Regions from separate parts of the Xenopus tropicalis genome. Here region 2 is linked to region 1. A link is a contact called in public Hi-C data. All regions are on one chromosome and are shown on one strand. Each heading gives the region's core, a stretch centred on a gene start, on an enhancer-like site or on the middle of the called end of the contact. The rest is flanking DNA. Distances are from core to core; before and after follow the strand shown. Region 1 overlaps magi1 (membrane-associated guanylate kinase, WW and PDZ domain-containing protein 1). Region 2 overlaps magi1 (membrane-associated guanylate kinase, WW and PDZ domain-containing protein 1).

Evidence for each region. Hi-C and Micro-C count contacts between places; a contact is called where the count stands out from the background.
Region 2: a contact with region 1 is called in a Hi-C map of neurula embryo, with 2.2 times the contacts expected there. The contact joins two enhancer-like sites. A contact is called at or near these places in 2 of 5 Hi-C or Micro-C datasets (neurula embryo and tailbud embryo).

The regions. Positions count from the first base shown.
Region 1 is chr4:143,918,963-143,922,281 of UCB_Xtro_10.0, reverse strand. The region is part of intron 2 of magi1 (membrane-associated guanylate kinase, WW and PDZ domain-containing protein 1); the gene reads right to left. Among named protein-coding and RNA genes, the nearest start is that of magi1, 160 kb to the right of the region's middle. Within about 2 kb of position 1,666, at least 1 of the 11 cell types and tissues checked has an H3K27ac peak or open chromatin away from gene starts, as enhancers often do. A contact at or near this core is called in neurula embryo, where this site is marked.
Region 2 is chr4:143,981,420-143,984,738 of UCB_Xtro_10.0, reverse strand. magi1 (membrane-associated guanylate kinase, WW and PDZ domain-containing protein 1) reads right to left here. Exons shown (of 22, transcript XM_031901233.1): 4 at 1,077-1,286. Among named protein-coding and RNA genes, the nearest start is that of magi1, 220 kb to the right of the region's middle. Within about 2 kb of position 1,593, at least 4 of the 11 cell types and tissues checked have an H3K27ac peak or open chromatin away from gene starts, as enhancers often do. A contact at or near this core is called in neurula embryo, where this site is marked.

The DNA of each region.
Region 1 (3,319 bases), core at 417-2,916:
AAGGGATAATGTACCCCCTACTGTAAATGATAAGGATATTAGCAGTCACTAAGGGGTTCTGTGCCCCCCATATAAAGGCACAAGGCTGCAGGCTGAGTTATACAGGGAACTCTGAGTATCACTCATGTATTATAAGGGATAATGTATCCCCTACTGTAAATTATAAGGATATTAGCAGTCACTGAGGGGTTCTATGACCATATAAAGACAATTAGTGTTGTTTGTAATTAAAAATACCAGTTATAATACGGCTGCAGATCAGATTTCTGTGAGACAGACAGGCCATACACCATTAGGGTTTAGCATAAAATCATTATTAATATTGTACTTTTTCCGTATTCATCACGGCCCTAATGAAACGCTGACATTTATAGAATGAGAGAAGGATGAGATGGATTTAACTGGGCACAGATCCGTATTGATAGCTTAAAAGGCTTTCACAGATACAAACTCAAATATAGTAGATCAGCCGTTTATCCAGTGTAACCTACTAACTAGCCCGGGGCCACACCACTGGGGGGCCACTGTGCCACTGTCTGTGCTTGTCAGGGAGCCACTGGGCTGGTTGGTTGCACCATGGGAAATATTTAGGTTGAGGACACAGAGAACAAAAATATAAATATTATAAAAATAAGAATTTCCTTGATTTAAACCAAATTCTCACTTTGGAAACCGAAAAACCGATTCCGCAGATGAATACTCATATTTGGAATATTTTTATTCATGTTGTGAATATGTAATTTCCATTTGTTCCAGCTAATGACTCCCATGTGTCGGCCAATAACGCGAATGCCGGCCTCCGTGTTAATCTTCATTCGCCGCGTTTTCCCACCGGTGTCAATTAGACTAATTTACACTTTGCCGCGGACACGGGGGCCAACGCTCTGTTTGCGCGAACATCGCGGGGCCACGGCGTGAAGCCATGTTCCAACTGGGCCCCTCGAGCCGGCGCTGAACTTAGACCAACAGTCATAGGATGTTAAGGGATGCTGGGAGTTGTAGTCCAACAGAGGGTGATTAAATTACCTTTATCATTCTGAGACTAAAGAACAAATATTATACATATCTGATTGGTTCAGCCAAGACTTAGCCCAGGGCAATTAGCTGATTTACCCTCCCCATTGCCATTTACATGACTTACTGTGCATATTGCCCTGGGAGACTCATATTAATAAACTCATGAACTTTATTAAATTCCAACCTCCAATATCGCGGTTTAACAGAACCAGAATCAAGCTGGACCCCCATAAATAAACAGGCTATGAGCAAACTTAGGGGGCTGTTCCTGCTGAATTGTGCTTAGTACAGGGGAATCCCTATGCTGCCATGGTTTTATGGTATCTCTCTGTACAGGCTATGAGCAAACTTAGGGGGCTGTTCCTGCTGAATTGTGCTTAGTACAGGGGAATCCCTATGTGCCATAGTTTTATGGTATCTCTCTGTACAGGCTATGAGCAAACTTAGGGGGCTGTTCCTGCTGAATTGTGCTTAGTACAGGGGAATCCCTATGTGCCATAGTTTTATGGTATCTCTCTGTACAGGCTATGAGCAAACTTAGGGGGCTGTTCCTGCTGAATTGTGCTTAGTACAGGGGAATCCAGCTATCCCAAATCACTACTGAATGATGTTTCCAAAGGGGGAGGGGCTTACTGAGAAGCCGGTGAGGTTTTAGGTGGGTTGGGCATGTTTGTACATACCAGTTATAATCCAGCCAGCTATGTGTATAATGGGAATGACCTGGTCAGGGTGGAACTGCCAGAAATCTATTTAAAATTGTTGGACCATTTGCCTTTTCACTGTATGTGTCATATTTAATGATTTAATATTCTTTCCTCCACTTTATTATTTTACGTGCTGACTGGTCGCTGACCTCTGCCATCGGGCAATGAGTTGGGCACCAGAAGGGGGAGCCGCCGAGGGATTGAAGAGGAAAATAATGAAAGATGACAATAAGTTGGGAAATAATTCAGATTTTAACAGCAATGCCTGCACAGCGACTTTGTATTATGCCCATGTACAAAAAATGTTAATTTAAAAGCAAAGAAACCATTAAAAGGATATTGATAGAGAAAATGTGTCCGTATAAACCTGGTTTATTTGCTTCCTAAAAAGTTATGGGGAATGTAATAAAAGTAGCAACAGTAACTATGCAGCAATTACTGGGCTGCTGCCTGAAAGCAAACATTTGATTGGTCGCTTTTATTTAGGGGTAATATAGTACAAGTACACTATAGGGGTAATATAGTACAAGTCATGCAGTTTGTACTATATTACCCCTATAGTTACTGTGTGAGGCTGCACGGGGGACGGTGTTTCTGCTGCACGGGGGGCTGTGTTTCTGCTGCACGGGGGGCTGTGTTTCTGCTGCACGGGGGGCTGTGTTTCTGCTGCACGGGGGGCTGTGTTCCTGCTGCACGGGGGGCTGTGTTCCTGCTGCACGGGGGGGCTGTGTTCCTGCTGCACGGGGGGCTGTGTTCCTGCTGCACGGGGGGCTGTGTTCCTGCTGCACGGGTGAGTGTGTTTCTGCTGCACGGGGAGCTGTGTTCCTGCTGCACGGGGGGCTGTGTTCCTGCTGCACGGGGGCTGTGTTCCTGCTGCACGGGGGCTGTGTTCCTGCTGCACGGGGGGCTGTGTTTCTGCTGCACGGGGGAGTGTGTTTCTGCTGCACGGGGGAGTGTGTTTCTGCTGCACGGGGGAGTGTGTTTCTGCTGCACGGGGGGCTGTGTTTCTGCTGCACGGGGGGCTGTGTTTCTGCTGCACGGGGGGCTGTGTTCCTGCTGCACGGGGGGCTGTGTTCCTGCTGCACGGGTGAGTGTGTTTCTGCTGCACGGGGGGCTGTGTTCCTGCTGCACGGGGGGCTGTGTTCCTGCTGCACGGGGGGCTGTGTTTCTGCTGCACGGGGGAGTGTGTTTCTGCTGCACGGGGGGCTGTGTTTCTGCTGCACGGGGGAGGGTGTTTCTGCTGCACGGGGGGCTGTGTTCCTGCTGCACTTACTATTACTTCCATTTTCCTTCTGGCACAAACGGCAGCCCTGTCCTGTTATATAGGGTGATATAGGCCCAGCCAACAAGTATCTCACAGGGTATACGGGCCGAACAGCAACCCTTTACTCATAGATAGACAGATAGATAGTTTTTCAGATAGACTGATATATAGATGACGAGATAGATAGATGATAGATAGATAGATAGATAGATAGATAGATAGATAGACAGATAGACAGACAGACAGACAGACAGACAGACAGACAGAGCGAAATGCAGGCAGTCAGACAGACAAACAAACAAACAGAGGGATCAAGAGCTAGATGATAAAGACA
Region 2 (3,319 bases), core at 344-2,843, 63 kb before region 1:
GGGTAATTATATCTTAGTTGGGATCAAGTACAGGTACTGTTTTATTATTACAGAGAAAAGGGAATCATTTAACCATTAAATAAACCCAATAGGGCTGTTCTGCCCCAATAAGGGGTAATTATATCTTAGTTGGGATCAAGTACAGGTACTGTTTTATTATTACAGAGAAAAGGGAATCATTTAACCATTAAATAAACCCAATAGGATTGTTCTGCCCCAATAAGGGGTAATTATATCTTAGTTGGGATCAAGTACAGGTACTGTTTTATTATTACAGAGAAAAGGGAATCATTTAACCATTAAATAAACCCAATAGGGCTGTTCTGCCCCAATAAGGGGTAATTATATCTTAGTTGGGATCAAGTACAGGTACTGCTTTATTATTACAGAGAAAAGGGAATCATTTAACCATTAAATAAACCCAATAGGGCTGTTCTGCCCCAATAAGGGGTAATTATATCTTAGTTGGGATCAAGTACAGGTACTGTTTTATTATTACAGAGAAAAGGGAATCATTTAACCATTAAATAAACCCAATAGGGCTGTTCTGCCCCAATAAGGGGTAATTATATCTTAGTTGGGATCAAGTACAGGTACTGTTTTATTATTACAGAGAAAAAGGGAATCATTTTTAAAAATTAGAATTATTTGCTTATAATTGAGTCTATGGGACACGGGCTTTCCGGATAACGGGTTTCCAGATAAGAAATCCCATACCTGTATATGAATAGGAGAGGGCCTGAATAGAAAAAACTAAGATATAAAAAGTAAAAATGCTGATAAATCCAATAGTTTTTGGCTGCTAATTTGACTCCAATTTAAAAAGCTGCAAACAGTTACAAGAAGGCAAATAGTCTACAAACTTTAATGAAACTAATGATGAAGACCAATTGAAAAGTTGCTTAGAATAGGCCAATGTGTAACATAGCAAAAGTTAACTTAAAAGTGAACCACCCCTTCAACAATGGAACGCCTCTAGTCCATAGAGAAGGTGATGCCGTACACAGGCTCCAAAAAAAGAAAAAAAAAAAAAACCACAAGCAAAATTCAATTTTTTCCTTATTTTTTCTGTTTACCTGTAAAGCTACTGCTCATTTCAGGAGCATCATCATCAAACTCATAGTGGTCGGTATGCACTACGCCTGCATTTTGCATATCATTGTAAGACTTTGTTCGCTTGGGAGTCGACTGCTTGGAGCCGGCCAGAGGGTTTTGCAGAGCATCCCTGGAAATCACTTTCCCACTGGTGGGCTGGCTCGGGGGCTTGGGCGTCCCATAATAGTTACCTAGGCGACAGGAGCAAAATGTGCATGTTAGGGGGGGAAAAAAACAAAAAAATACCACAAAATACTTTGATAAAAATGACGGAAATTTTCTTTTGTTTTCTACCTTCGTTCTATGGGTTTGGCAAGGGCACTTCCATGGCTGGACGGGAGCGGAGGAGGAAGAGAAACACATAGCCGTCCTTTGTTGGGCTCTGGCTTTCCCCCGTCGCATTTATTAGGGGCATTGAGTGGCGCATTGTTGCACGGCATTCATGGTGGGGATGAGAAACAAAGGGCTGCTCAGCTGAATAGCAAAGCCCCATCTCACTGCATTTGAATTTCAATTAGCAAACCCTTATCCGAGCGTGCTCCGGCACAATGCAATGTCAGGGCCAGGCTCGGCCCAACAGAACATAGAAAATTCATTGCCCCCTTTAGCCCCCAGTGCCCATTGAAGGGACAGAGTGGCCCCACATTATGAAGCTGGGTTCATATTCGCCTGTGCGGGAGGGGGGGGGGGGGGCAGAGAATTGGCCGGGGGGGGGGGCTGCTCAAGATTCCTCATTAGAAAAAGGCAGCTGCTGGGAAAGTTTTGAAAAACTTAAGTGAAAATCTAGGAGTTTTCTGCTTAGTTTTTTAGATGATTCCAGGCCAAGTCATTACTTTCACGAGCCCTAAAATTAACACTAAAATAAACAGCGCCCATCTGTTACTGTGTGCTGCCGCCAGCAAGTTCTGCCAGATCTTATACGTGTGAAGATTTAAAGGGGAAGTTCACCTGCATGTTAACTTGCTGATTTATACACTGGGACTTTATGCAGCTTTGCAAATAGCCCTTTTTCATAGTGTTGGGGTTTTTTTTTTAGGGGGGGGGGGGGGGTCTGCCTTTCTTTTATCCAAAAATGAATGGACTGTCCGGTTGCCAGGGTTACCTAACTTGACCTCCCAGGGTCCCACAGCAAAATATTTTTTTTTTTGGGCTCCTCTCCAGCACTCTCACAACCAGCAATCCCTCCATTCGTCCACTCAAATAGGGGTTTAATTGCAAGGCCTTATCGGACCCTCTCTTGGCCAGGGTCAGTGAAGCACCAGGGATAAAACCCAGTGGGGCCGGCCCTTGACTACAACCTCCACTGGCAAATGTGGGTGCTGACGCTGCACCCCCTCATCACAGCCGCAAATGTGTATGCAGTGTGCAGGGGAGGGGGGGGGGGTAGAGTCGGAGTAGTACAGCTCTTTTACTGACTTCCTTGTCTAGTATGAAGCTCCACCCCCATTTTCTTTCTGAGCCCTCCTACTGTCTCCCACTATGATTGCTTCAAAGAGGTGCCTACTGGGCATGCTCACTGCCTCTGCTCCAATTAAAATCAGTCAATCATGCCCAGTAGGCACCTTTTTGAGGTCTTCATAGTTGGAGAGAGAAGGAGGGCTCAGAATGCAAATGGGGAGGGGCTTCACACTAGACAAGGAAGTCAGTAAAAGAGCTGTAGTTGAACTGTAAAAAAAATTAATCCGTATGCAGGGAGGAAGATATGTTATTCTGGGGGCTGTTTAGAGTAACTTAAAGGGATTTTAAAATAAAAGGCGTAGTTATCCTTTACGTTAGAAACAACTTCAACTGCCATGGAACCAAGGCTGTCTGTCCACATGGGGGAGCCAACAGGGTTGGGGGGGTGTCGGCCCTGGGATCCACTTATAGTGACACTGGGGGGGGGGGGGGGGAGATGACAGCAGGGGTAACAGAGCAATACTTATTACAGGAGGGCAATAAGGGGACACTAACAGGCAATGCCACTACCCAACCTGTAGTTCTTCAGAACTTCAACTCCCAACCCAAGGCCCTTTCAAATGAATGAGAAGTGGCTGTGGGTGGGAAAGAGGCCAATGGAGGTCCAAGCAAATCTCCCACCAGTTCTAATAATTTGCCCACTAGGGGGCACTGTTTTAGTTGAGTCTACAACACAGATGAGTAGTGAGAAGTTTGGAAAGGAAGAACCCAGTCAGTACCAGGTCTGTCCCAAACCGCCCTGTCTGTCCAACATCCTTACCAGCAA